Regions from separate parts of the Mus musculus genome. Here all the other regions are linked to region 1. Evidence: chromatin contacts called from public Hi-C and promoter capture Hi-C data. All regions are on one chromosome and are shown on one strand. Each heading gives the region's core, a stretch centred on a gene start, on an enhancer-like site or on the middle of the called end of the contact. The rest is flanking DNA. Distances are from core to core; before and after follow the strand shown.

Region 1 (3,652 bases), core at 812-3,311:
GACCCAGGACTTTAACTGCCTATGAGGAGAGCAAAGGAATCCACCCTGTGTACTCCAATACACTGGATTTTATCCTCCACAGACAACAGGCATTCCTCCTCAGAGCTCCCTCAGGTGAGCGAGCTGCAGAGCCCCACTGTGTCTGCTGTCCCTCTCTCATGGCAGACTTGCTTCAGAAGCCCAGGCTGGGCCTCACAGCGACAGGCCTGGAGGACACTGCAGAGCTCAAGGTCCTCCTAACCACAGATCAATAGGACTGACAGGAAGAGACAGTCACCAGAAAGATACACTGAATTAAGGAGAGCCCGGCCAGAGGAGATGCTGCAGGATTTTGGATGGATGGACCAGGCAGCCCAGGGTAGGAAGTGTTCAGAGAAGAGAAACCTGACAGGCACAGAGCAAAGAGCTTGGTGCTGGTAAACAGCTAGGAAGCAGGGGGCGTGGAGACAGGTGGAATGGAATGGAGAAGGATATGGAGTCACTGGAAGACTGCAGGGGCCATCACAGCTATCTCATCGGAGGATGAGCTCAGACTAGGGGCCTGAGCAATATTATCACAGGTGTGAAAGCTTGTATATGCTTGGCCCAGGGAGTGGCGCTATTAGGAGGTCTAGCCTTGTTAGAGGAGTGTCACTGTGGGCGTGGGCTTTAAGACTCTCATCCTAGCTGCCTGGAAGCCAGTCTTCTATCTGCCTTTAGATGAAGATATAGAACTCTCTGCTCCTTCTGCACCATGCCTACCTAGATGCTGCCATGCTCCCACCATGATAATGGACTGAACCTCAGAACCTGTAAGCCAGCCCCAATTAAATGTTGTCCTTGTAACAGTTGCCTTGGTCACGGTGTCTGTTCACAGCAGTAAACCCCTAATCAAGACACAGGGTAAGTAGCAGTAAGATAGGAGGAAAGACCAGTCCTGTGTTTGCTGATGCCAGCATGTGTGTGAGTAAAGGTCCACTTAGCCAGGGGGAGGCCCAGTGACCCATGCTGACTCAATGGCTCTCAGCTTGCTCGTTCACTCTCCAAATAGCACCCCCTCTTTTAAAAACAGGTTGTCAGCAACCTCCTCATTTCCACAAACCACACCTCAAAGGGAGAAAATCTGGCTAAGAAGACCTGTGCTAACCCTGCTGATCATAGACTTTCCTGTCCCTGCCGGCAAGGTCTGAAAGAAGCTAAAATCAGGTCCCCTTGAGAAAAAGTCTCTGTACTTTTGTATTTGTGTTAAGAGATAAAAAGCAGCCATTTCCTATAGTCCCTCACCCTGTGAACATGTCAGAACCAACAATTACAAAGAGAACGTCCACAGCCTGCAGCCCTGAATGGAGCTCAGCTTAGTTGGAGAGAAGAGGACACAGTCCTTTCAACAAGGCCACGTACAAATATTCCATATCTTAACTCTGGTCAGTATGGTAGGCACGTGGCCTTCAAGTGAGGGTCCCTGACCCAAGAGGATTCCAGATGAGAAGGCTCCCAAGAAGCTACAAAGCCAGAAACGTCACTGTCATAAGGGCCCCACCTGCCATGCCCTGCCTGCCATGCCCAGGTCTCTGTCTGTCTGTCGAGACCCTGTTCTAGCACAAAGTAACCGGATGGCATCAACCGTTCTAGGTAGAAGGCAAAGTTTGGGGATTAGGACCCGAGATCCCACCCTCAAGTCACGATTGCGATAATCATCCCAGTTTGAGAAAGGGTGGCGCAATAAAGGTCCCCGATGCTGCCCAAAAGCTTACCAGACCAATTTTAAACAAAACAAAACAAAAGTACGAGGACAGTCCGCGCTCACCAGCTGAGGCGTCCAGAGGACGCTCAACGTCCGCGCCGTCCCCTGAGGCCCACCGGCCCCGAGTCCGGCCAGGACCACGTGAGGCCGCGCCCCGGCCTAGTTGCAAACCAACCCGTCCCGAGAGCCACAGGCGGCTGGCGACAGAAACGGGCGGCCCGGGACTCCCTGTGGCCGTCCCCTAGCTCACCTGAAAACCCGGCCGCGCTTTCCCAGGTTTCACGTGGAACCCTTGCCGGGTGCGGAAGCTCCTTGCCCGGACAAGCCCGGCTTCGGCTACCTGTCTATTGGTTCTCTGGGGCGTAGCGCCCGCCTAAGGACTCTTCTGATTGGTTGATCCTGCTCCTCCTCAGTAAGTGTGCCAACTGGAAGGGGTGGGGCTACCGAAGGAAGAGGGCGTGGCCTGCGCCGGGATAGGGCAGCGTTTAGGAGGTTAGCATAAAACCGAATGGAACGTCCGGTTTCTGACCCGACGCCTAGTGAACCGCAACCTTCAAAGACTTAAAGCCTCAAAGAGCACATCCCGATCTGCCTCGGGGAACTGCAGCCCCTCCAGGCTTGGGGTTGTGAGAAGTCCGTGAAATAATACAGTATTCGTTAAACTTGGGGGAAAAAAAATCAGGTTTGCTTCTTCTGCACTGCTTTTTCAATATTTATTTGATTTGGGTTTTTTGTTTGTTTATTTTTTGTTTTGTTTTTTGAGACAGGATCTCAAGCTGTCCTCTCATTTTCTTTTTTTTTTTTTTCTAGTGTCAAGTTCACATAATGTCCTCGCTTTTTCTGTGTTAGCTGTGAATGAGCCTCTTGCCTCTGCCACCCTAGTGCTGGGATCACGCGTTTTGCCACCACACTCATCTTAAGTATTCCTTTGTGATTTTTTTTTTTTAGGAATGGGAGAGTTGCTCAGCGGTAAAAAAGGTGCTTGCTCTCTCTGTAATCCTGACAATCTGAATTTGATCCCTGAACCTTCTTAGCCTAGGCAGCTCTGGGCGTGGTTGCACACACCTTTGATCCCAGCACTCCGGAGGCAGAGGCGGGTAGATCTCCGAGTTCCAGGACAGACTGGTGTACAGAGCAAGTTCCAAGATAGCCAAAGCTACGCAGAGGAGAGAGGTAGAGAGGGGGAGAGGGAGAGACAGAGGAAGAAGAAGACGGAGGGAGGGCAGGCGAGCCAGATGCAGTGGTATTTATCTGTGACCTCAGTAACTCCTACAGTTAGATGATATATGGAGACAGAAAAACTAACTGGAGCTCTCTGGCCAGCTAGGGTAGGCAGAAACGAGATACCCCAATCAACAAGAAACTCCCTGAGCCAGGCGGTGGTGGCCCACGCCTTTAATCCCAGCACATGGGAGGCAGAGGCAGGCAGATTCTGAATTCGAGGCCAGCCTGGTCTACAGAGTGAGTTCCAGGACAGCCAGGGCTACATAGAAAAACCCTGTCTCGAAAAACCAAAAAAAAAGAAAGAAAGAAAGAAAGAAAGAAAGTCCCTGAAGTTGTCCTTTAGCCTGCATATGTGTGTTCAGCCCCTGCCCCTCCATGCACACACACACTTACACACAAAACAGGTTTTTAAAAGTAAGTTTAAAAAGGGAAAGCCGGAGGAGCTCATGGGCCCCAGAAGCAAATCTACTATTTTGCTAAACTGACAGCATCAATCTGCCCTTAAAATCCGTATACTCAAACATTCTGCTGGTGCAGCCCCAGACCTCATTAGAGAAGTTTCTTTGTGCGGTGGGTAGCCCCTAACACAGACACTCACAACTGGTCAAGCTGCAAGTGAGCGGCTGTGGGATGTTCAGCCATGGCGGAGACATCTATAGCCCAGCCCTTCTCTCCAAGGCCCACGACCATCTTGGAAGTCTGAGC
Region 2 (3,652 bases), core at 334-2,833, 3.0 Mb after region 1:
CCCATGGGCCAGGGGCTAAGAGGGCTTCTGTATGGGAAGGACATAAGTGGACAGGGCACTTCCCCTGTATCTTGCAGCATCAATGTCAAAGCCCTAGCTGGAGCATTGTGCTAATTCTTTTGCAAGATATTATCGTTGAGGAAATATGGGTAAAGAAAAAAAATATGCCTGTCTGAATGCTGCCATACTCCTGCCTTGATGATATTGGATTGAACCTCAGAACCTGTAAGCCAGCCCCAATGAAATGTTGTCCTTATAAGAGTTGTCTTGGTCATGGTGTCTGTTCAGAGCAGTAAAACCCTAACTAAGACTGGGATTATTGGCATCACCACCACACCCAACGTCTTACTGATTCTGAGGCATAAACTCTGGTGCTCATGTTCGCAAGCCAAGCCCTTTGCTAACAGAGCGACCTCCTTAGCCCAGTTTCCTGCCTTTGATAATTGTAATGTAGTTTTATGAGAGAATTTTCTTGTTCTTAGTAAAGTGTGATTAAAATAATTAAACACAAGGAGATGTCATATCATACTTTTTTTTAAATGTCACTTAAGCAACTACATACCTTTGAGCCATGCAAGGTGTCCCACTCCCATACCCCCAGCACTTAGGAAACTGAGGCAAGAAGGTGCCCATGACAAGAAGTAGGGGATAGATACCAAGGCACTGTCTCACAAGAGAAAAACTTAAATACCAGAAAAATTACCTGTATCATACAAGAAGGGGCTAACTTTTGGCAGGATGGGAGAAAAATAAATGACAAATTTCATAGTCTTCTAACTTTCCTGTCATTCTGATGTTATTTCAAGATATTTCCATTTTTAAACTATTCTAGAAAATAGCCATAACAGTTACCCAGACTAAACTCCAATGATGGGGTTTTCATTGTAGAATTCTTGTATTGACTCCATCCTCTTCTTCTCTTTCCTCTAAGAGGGCTAAAATCTAAAATTAAATAATGTCTCAATGTCTCATATAAGTATATAGACTAGAATCATCAAAAAAAAAAAAAAAAAAAAAAACAAGCAGCACAAATTCTAAATCTAGATGACCTGGCCCAACCACTGCTACCAAGCCTATGACATGAGCACACTGCTCTGGTTCCATCCTGGGACTCAGGGCTCCATTAGGACCCACACAGAAGGTCTGCCCACAAGCTCCCTTGCCACTGAGAAACTGGATCCCCAGTGGGTGCCTTCACTCCCCTGGCCGCCCCATGCACGGCACCCCAGAATTCTCGTGCGCATGAGAAGTACTTCCTGCCTAGCTCTAGAAACCCAAGCAGCAGCTTCAGGGTAGGGAGCAGCAGAGAAAAGTGTGGTCGTTTGATGACATGCTGACAGCACCATATTCCGGAAACGCATCTTATACAGAGAGCGTGAGATGCCCACTTCCAAGAGAGGGACACCATGAATGTCTATACATCCAGCAATGGAGAGGGCTGGATGTGTGGGCAGATGGAATGACTCCCAGCATTGCCTCCACAGGACACTGTCAGTTCAAGCAGCTCCCACACACACCCCTGCCTGAGCTACTACAATGACTTTCACTCAAGAGCAAATGCAGACCGCAGCCTACTCGGCTCCCAGCCTGCTTCAGAGCCACTTCCTTGCTACGTGCATCAAAGATCTCAGTCCGAGAGCCACCAGGCATTAGGAGCAGTGCTTTCTCTGCTCTCCCTTCCGTACACAGTAGAATGTTTACTTGATTCTCTGTCTCTTTGACAGCGCTACGTCAACAGTCCCTGTGCAGACATCAGGCTTCTGAACACTCAAACCCATACACACACACACACACACACACACACACACACACACACACACACACACAGGCCAGAGGACAAGGCCAATTCTCTCCCATAAATTTGTAAGCTTGTTACCATAGAAACCCGTTCAGTCAAGCAAGTGTGGGTTAGCAGTGCCATCTAGTGGCATAGTAATGATTTTGCCGCCCGTAAACCTTAAGACCTTGAATGGGAAGGAACAGGTGTGTTGGGTTTGAGTTTGCATTCGGTTTGGCTTGGTTTGGCTTGGCTTGGTTTAGTTTGGCTTGGCTCCACTAGCTATCTTGAAAGTCCTTTATTATTTGAGAGATCTGCCCACCCACATCAAGCTCTTCAAAGCCTTTTTCTTCCCACAGAACACATCAAACAGCAGCCCATCTGATGTTCAGGATGCTCAGCATGACTATCCCATGTGTGGCTCTCAGTAAGTCAGGAATCACTGCAGTCACGCATACAGGGATAATAGCAAGCAACACTCAGAGGACCAGAAATAAGTGAGCCTCCCTGTGCCATTGGTCCATTTATTCAGCCAATAATCTGTTTCATGACAGTTAAATGCACCCTTGATGAACTCAGAAGTCACCGATATATGCCTGTGATACATTAAGAAAGTTTGACCAAGACAGAGTCCAGATTTAAGATTTCCACTTCTCTCTGTCTTCCCTCTCTCTCTAGCTTGTCATTTCTCCCCTATCTGTAGTCAAATGTGTCTGATCGGTGCCTACACGAGCACTGGCTGACCTGTCTGTCCATAACAAAGGGCTTTGCTCTTTATTTCAACAGCACAGGAAGTGTCATGTGAGGAAAGACTGTGGGATACTTTATGGAAATTTTTAACAGAGTTTTACAAGGAATTAATTTATTTACTCCAACTTACCCAGATTGCTGACAGAACTGCAAATAGATCAAGCAGTATCTGCTGCTGCTGACACTTACGGCAGATGTTTGGTATAAGGTCTTTTTTTTTTTTTTAACCTATTCAGTTTTCAGCACATGACTATCACAGCACGAGTACAAACAAACATGCATGGCTCTCTGGGTCTGGGACCTGAAAGAGTGCATAACTTAAGATCTCAGCTAGGCCTTAGTTTAGGTGCTCAATGACGACTACACGGGAAATTCAAGGTGAGTAAGGTTGGTTGTGACACTGTTCTCTCAAAGGTGGGTTACACAGCAGGGTGTCAGCCTTGAGTACTAAGCGACCTCAGCTCCACTATTAACTCCATTGTGAGTCTCAACAAAAGGTCTAGTCTCTTGGCATGGGAGAGATATTTTCATAATAACGTATCCGTACTCTGTTTCTATGAGAAGCACATTCATTTCTTCATGGAACAGGGAGTTGATTCTATAAATTCAAAATCTCTTAGCCTCTGCATACCCAGATTCCAGAGGACTCGTGCAGTGCTGTCTGGCTAGGATGGGACTGGGAACAACCTGTCCTCGGGGTCTTTAGCAGCCCTTGCATGCACCGAATCCACTTGTGTGTGCAGCTGAAACTCACACAGGGAATGCTTTGCCCATCTGTACAACAGGGGACCACTTTCAGGTCCAGGCCACTGCTCTTCTGCCTGTTCCTCTTCCCCTGAGGAATGGCAGCTTGTGACACAAGCCATAAAGAGAAACCTTTAGTGAACATCTCCAAAGGATAGATAATCTGTCAACCAAGGTCTATCACTCTAAAGAGCCTGGCCTATTTGAGGCATGTCATATATAAGATGAAAATGAAGGCTTTAAGCTCCAGAAACACAGACATGCTAACATTGGACAGAACCACTACAGGTGGTATGTGTGTCGTGAATCAGCTATCTCTTCATCAAAGCACTTAGAAAAGATAAATTGCCCACCGGGAGATCCATTCCATATACAATCACC
Region 3 (3,652 bases), core at 566-3,065, 2.7 Mb before region 1:
TAGCTTCAGTTGTGTACTTGACACCTGGGAAGGGGAAGCACAAGAGCAACTGCCTCCATCAGATTAGCCTGCCTCCATCAGATTAGCCTTTTCTTGCTTGCTAGCAAATGTGGGTACCTGGGGGCAGGTGGTCCCGGGCTAAGAAAGGTAGCCATACAGCCAGTAACCAGCCTTCGTCCATATCTGTGCTCCAGAACCTATCCTGGCTTCCCTTGATGATGGAATGTAACCTGTAAGCCAAATAGGCCCTTTCTGCCCAGAGTCGCTTCTGGTCAGAGTGTTTAGCAGAGCAACAGAAAACACACTGGAACCGTGGCTCAATAAGGAAAAACAGGAAATGTCCGAGGAGTGTCCAGAATGTGGAATGAAGCTCTGAAACTTGGCTCTCTTCGTGAAATTGTTGCTGGGTAAAACTTATACATTCTCCCTAAATCTTCCAGTGAAGTGAAAAGTCCCCACTCTTTAGGGTCTGTTAAGTTTACCACACAAATAATGAATGTGTGTGTCTCAAATTATCTGGTCCAAAAGAGCCTTCTTGTTGTTGCCATTAAAGGCAGATGAGTAAAGCCTCACTCCCCGAGGGCTTTCCATCTGCTTGAAGATAATAATAAAAATCCTTATTGCTTGAAGAAAAAATAATAAAACTATCTTTTAAATGTCATTCATCCTCAGACAGTTTTAGCCATCCCTCATCTTCTCCGGAGAACCCCAAATTGCTTCCACTTAGCTTATGTTTTTATTCCGACGGACATGCCTTGTTTTCAGTTTTACTTTCATATTTCTGGCCTTTCCCATTACAACATCCTGCTCTGCCCAGAACAGGGAAAAGGTGAAGCGCAGAGCCTGGCTCAGAACTGCAAGTAAACTTTTACCTAACCCCAGGACTGGAGAGGCTGAGGCAGAGGAATGTCCTGAGTTCAAAGCCAGCCTGGACCACAGATTGAGACCCTGTTTCAAAAACAAAAACAAACAACCAAAACAACAACAACAACAACAAACCAAGAGAGCCAGGCGGCGCGGAGCCGAACTCTGATAATCCTAGCAGAAAACAAAAACAAAAAAACACAAAACACCACCACCACCGTGTTTCAACTTCAAGGTCCCCACTCTCTCTCAACAGAGGCGCAGGTGCACCAGCGACGCCCGGTGCGCATCACGAGTGTCCCGCGGACCCGCCCTCGGCCCGGGGCCTCATACCTGGTGCAGCCGGGTGGCCGTTTGGCCCAGGCGAGCGCGCAGCGTCCTCTCGCGGAACTCGCTCAGGCCCTCGCAGTCTGCCGAGTCACCCGGGGCCGGGAAGAGCACGTCGCGCACGGTGGCGCCGCCGCATCCTTCGGCCGCCAGGCCCAGGTAGTGCTCCAGCTGCCGGCACAGCTCCTGCAGCGCCGAGTCGCCAGGGTCCGCAGGCGCCGGCCACAGGAGCGGCCACAGGAGGGCCCACAGCCCGCGTCCCAGGCCCCAGCCCGCGCCGCTCGCCGCGTCCAGCTCGGGCGGCAGCGGCGGGAAGCAGGGCTCCAGGGCCGGCCACAGCGCCGCCAGCTGCCGGTGCGCGCCGCGGAACCCGGCGGGCGACAGCACCCCGGCCCAGCTACATCCCCCGTCGCCGGCCTCCCGCCGCTCGCGCCGCCGCCGCTGCGCCGTGCGGTCGTGACAGGTGACGGCGAACTGGCCCTTCGCGGCGTTCCAGGCCACCAGGAAACGCAGCTGATGGCGCTCGGGCTCCGGGAAGAGGTCCTCACGCAGCGGAACCCAGCCATCCAGGCTGTCGGGCTGCTCGCTGTCCATGGCAGCCGCACACCCTTAGACTGCGACAGGCCACGACATTTTCCGGGAGCCGCTACTGTCAGTCAGAGGCGCAGAAGCTCCCGCCCCCTCATTCTGATAGGCTGTGTGAGGGAGGCTGTCTGGAGTTGGTTAAGTGAAAGCCAATGGAAAGTCTTTTCGGGGAGGCGGGACAAAGTCTCCCTTTTACAACACCGGCGAACCTTGAACTCTCTAAGTGAACCAGGCTAGCCTTGAACTCGTAAGAGACCACCCTGCTTCTGTCTCCTGAGTGCTGACATTAAAGGCATACAGCCGCTATGTTCGGCAAAGATTTTATTTTTAAGCCCATGTATACATGGGCAGGACGACATCACACCTTAGTACAGATGCCAGAAGAGGGCGTCATGTCCCCTAGAACTGAATACTCTATGGGGCTGTTAACAGCTTAATGCACTCTCTAAAAATAGTAATTCTTAGCTGCTGAGCCATCTCTCAAGCCCCTATCTTAGTTCTCAACATTACAATGAGAATTTCCCTCAACAGGATCCTATTAAGTATGTGGCTCCTGAAACAAACATACTGGCAAGATCAAACTTCTATTTGAACTCAATATTTACTTACTGAGGGCTCTGGGGTGTCAAAAACTAGATCGCAGACACATTTATTTTTGTCAATATAGTAAACTTACTGAGTATCTGCTGTGTTGTTGGTATATTGAGATGGGGGAGAGGGGGAGTGCCTAAATATTTCTGCTTTCCAAGCCAGTCTATGCCAAGCATCATCCTGACAGCAAGGATTTGAGACCTAGAGAGGGAATTTGTCTACAATATATGTGCACCAAGGCTAAGCAGGATGGCCTCACTACTGAAAGCATGCCGCCGGGGTATTATAACAAGCCAATAGAAAGTGCTGCTGCATTTCCTCACATGAGCCCTAAAGATGCCAGTTCTAAACCTGCAGCCACCTTAGATTCCGAGAACAACAGACAGCCATAAAAACCTTTATGATCTAAGGCAAGGTGAACCTTGAAGAAGAGGTCACACCTGTCCTCAGAAGAAGTGATTATCTATGCTAAAAAGCTGTGCCCTCCAGAGCAAGTAACTATTCCTGGAGATGACAAGACCTGTTGGGAAGGACCTTGAGATGAGGGGCAGCTAAACCACACCTTGGTAAAGAATGCCTGCATATGCATATCTCCTTTTTAAATGCACTTTATTCCTAGGAGAGGATCTTTGTCCATTCTGGCTCCATTGGAGCCTTTCGGCTCAGATGCCAAGCTTTGTCCTTCCTTCAGATTAAAACTGAAATCTTTGTCCTCCTTGTATTTGATCTGTTGGCCTTCACCATCCTAGGCCTTCAGTTTGCTAACCACAGAAGCCTCCATAATCTTATGAGCTAATTCTTCAAAATCAATCTCTCCATTGTGTAAGCATCCTGTTAGTTTATTCCATCTAAAGAACCTTGATGTTAATACAGTGTGTGTGCTTGTGTATGTGTGCTTGTGTGTGTGCTTGTGTGTGTGCTTGTGTGTGTGTGCTTGTGTGTGTGTGTGCTTGTGTGTGTGTGTGCTTGTGTGTGTGTGCTTTGTGTGTGTGCTTGTGTGTGTGTACTTGTGTGTGTGTGCTTGTGTGTATGTGTGTGCTTGTGTGTGTACTTGTGTGTGTGTGTGTGTGTGTGTGTGTGCGCTTGTGTGTGTGTGTGTGTGTACACACTTGTATGTGCTCATGCATGTAGGAAGACATACATGTAGGATGAAATGATATTTTATGTTTTTTCCATGTATAAATATATCATGGGCATGACCACATTAAAGAAAAGTAGTCGTGAGGCCTACATAAAGATATGATAAAGAGCCGGGCATGGTGGTGCACGCCTTTAATTCCAGCAC

What was found. Hi-C and Micro-C count contacts between places; a contact is called where the count stands out from the background. Capture Hi-C pulls out chosen DNA fragments and counts their contacts.
Region 2: a contact with region 1 is called in a Hi-C map of CD8 T cells, with 5 times the contacts expected there. The contact joins the enhancer-like site here to the promoter of Aen in region 1. A contact is called at or near these places in 13 of 39 promoter capture datasets (the 3T3-L1 cell line, 3T3-L1-derived adipocytes, cranial neural crest and 8 more), 1 of 15 datasets of contacts at CTCF or cohesin (large pre-B cells), 33 of 484 Hi-C or Micro-C datasets (the AML12 cell line, B cells, CD4 T cells and 20 more), 11 of 115 datasets of contacts at active chromatin or transcription factors (astrocytes, embryonic basal ganglia, embryonic forebrain and 8 more) and 2 of 9 other capture datasets (embryonic stem cells and liver).
Region 3: a promoter capture Hi-C map of liver shows a contact between it and region 1, with 3 times the contacts expected there. The contact joins the promoter of Whamm here to the promoter of Aen in region 1. A contact is called at or near these places in 1 of 39 promoter capture datasets (pre-B cells) and 1 of 9 other capture datasets (liver).

The regions. Positions count from the first base shown.
Region 1 is chr7:78,894,336-78,897,987 of GRCm38.p6, reverse strand. Aen (apoptosis enhancing nuclease) reads right to left here and starts at 2,061. Exons shown (of 4, transcript NM_026531.5): 1 at 1,974-2,061. It overlaps Gm39039 (a long non-coding RNA gene), which reads left to right and starts at 2,206. Exons shown (of 2, transcript XR_882236.1): 1 at 2,206-2,405; 2 at 3,626-3,652.
Region 2 is chr7:75,908,427-75,912,078 of GRCm38.p6, reverse strand. No RefSeq gene overlaps it. Among named protein-coding and RNA genes, the nearest start is that of Klhl25, 62 kb to the right of the region's middle. RefSeq lists an enhancer at 1,397-2,096. Within about 2 kb of position 1,583, at least 92 of the 459 cell types and tissues checked have an H3K27ac peak or open chromatin away from gene starts, as enhancers often do. A contact at or near this core is called in CD8 T cells, cerebellum, cortical neurons and 3 more, where this site is marked.
Region 3 is chr7:81,569,455-81,573,106 of GRCm38.p6, reverse strand. Whamm (WAS protein homolog associated with actin, golgi membranes and microtubules) reads right to left here and starts at 1,815. Exons shown (of 10, transcript NM_001004185.3): 1 at 1,198-1,815. The coding sequence starts at 1,785.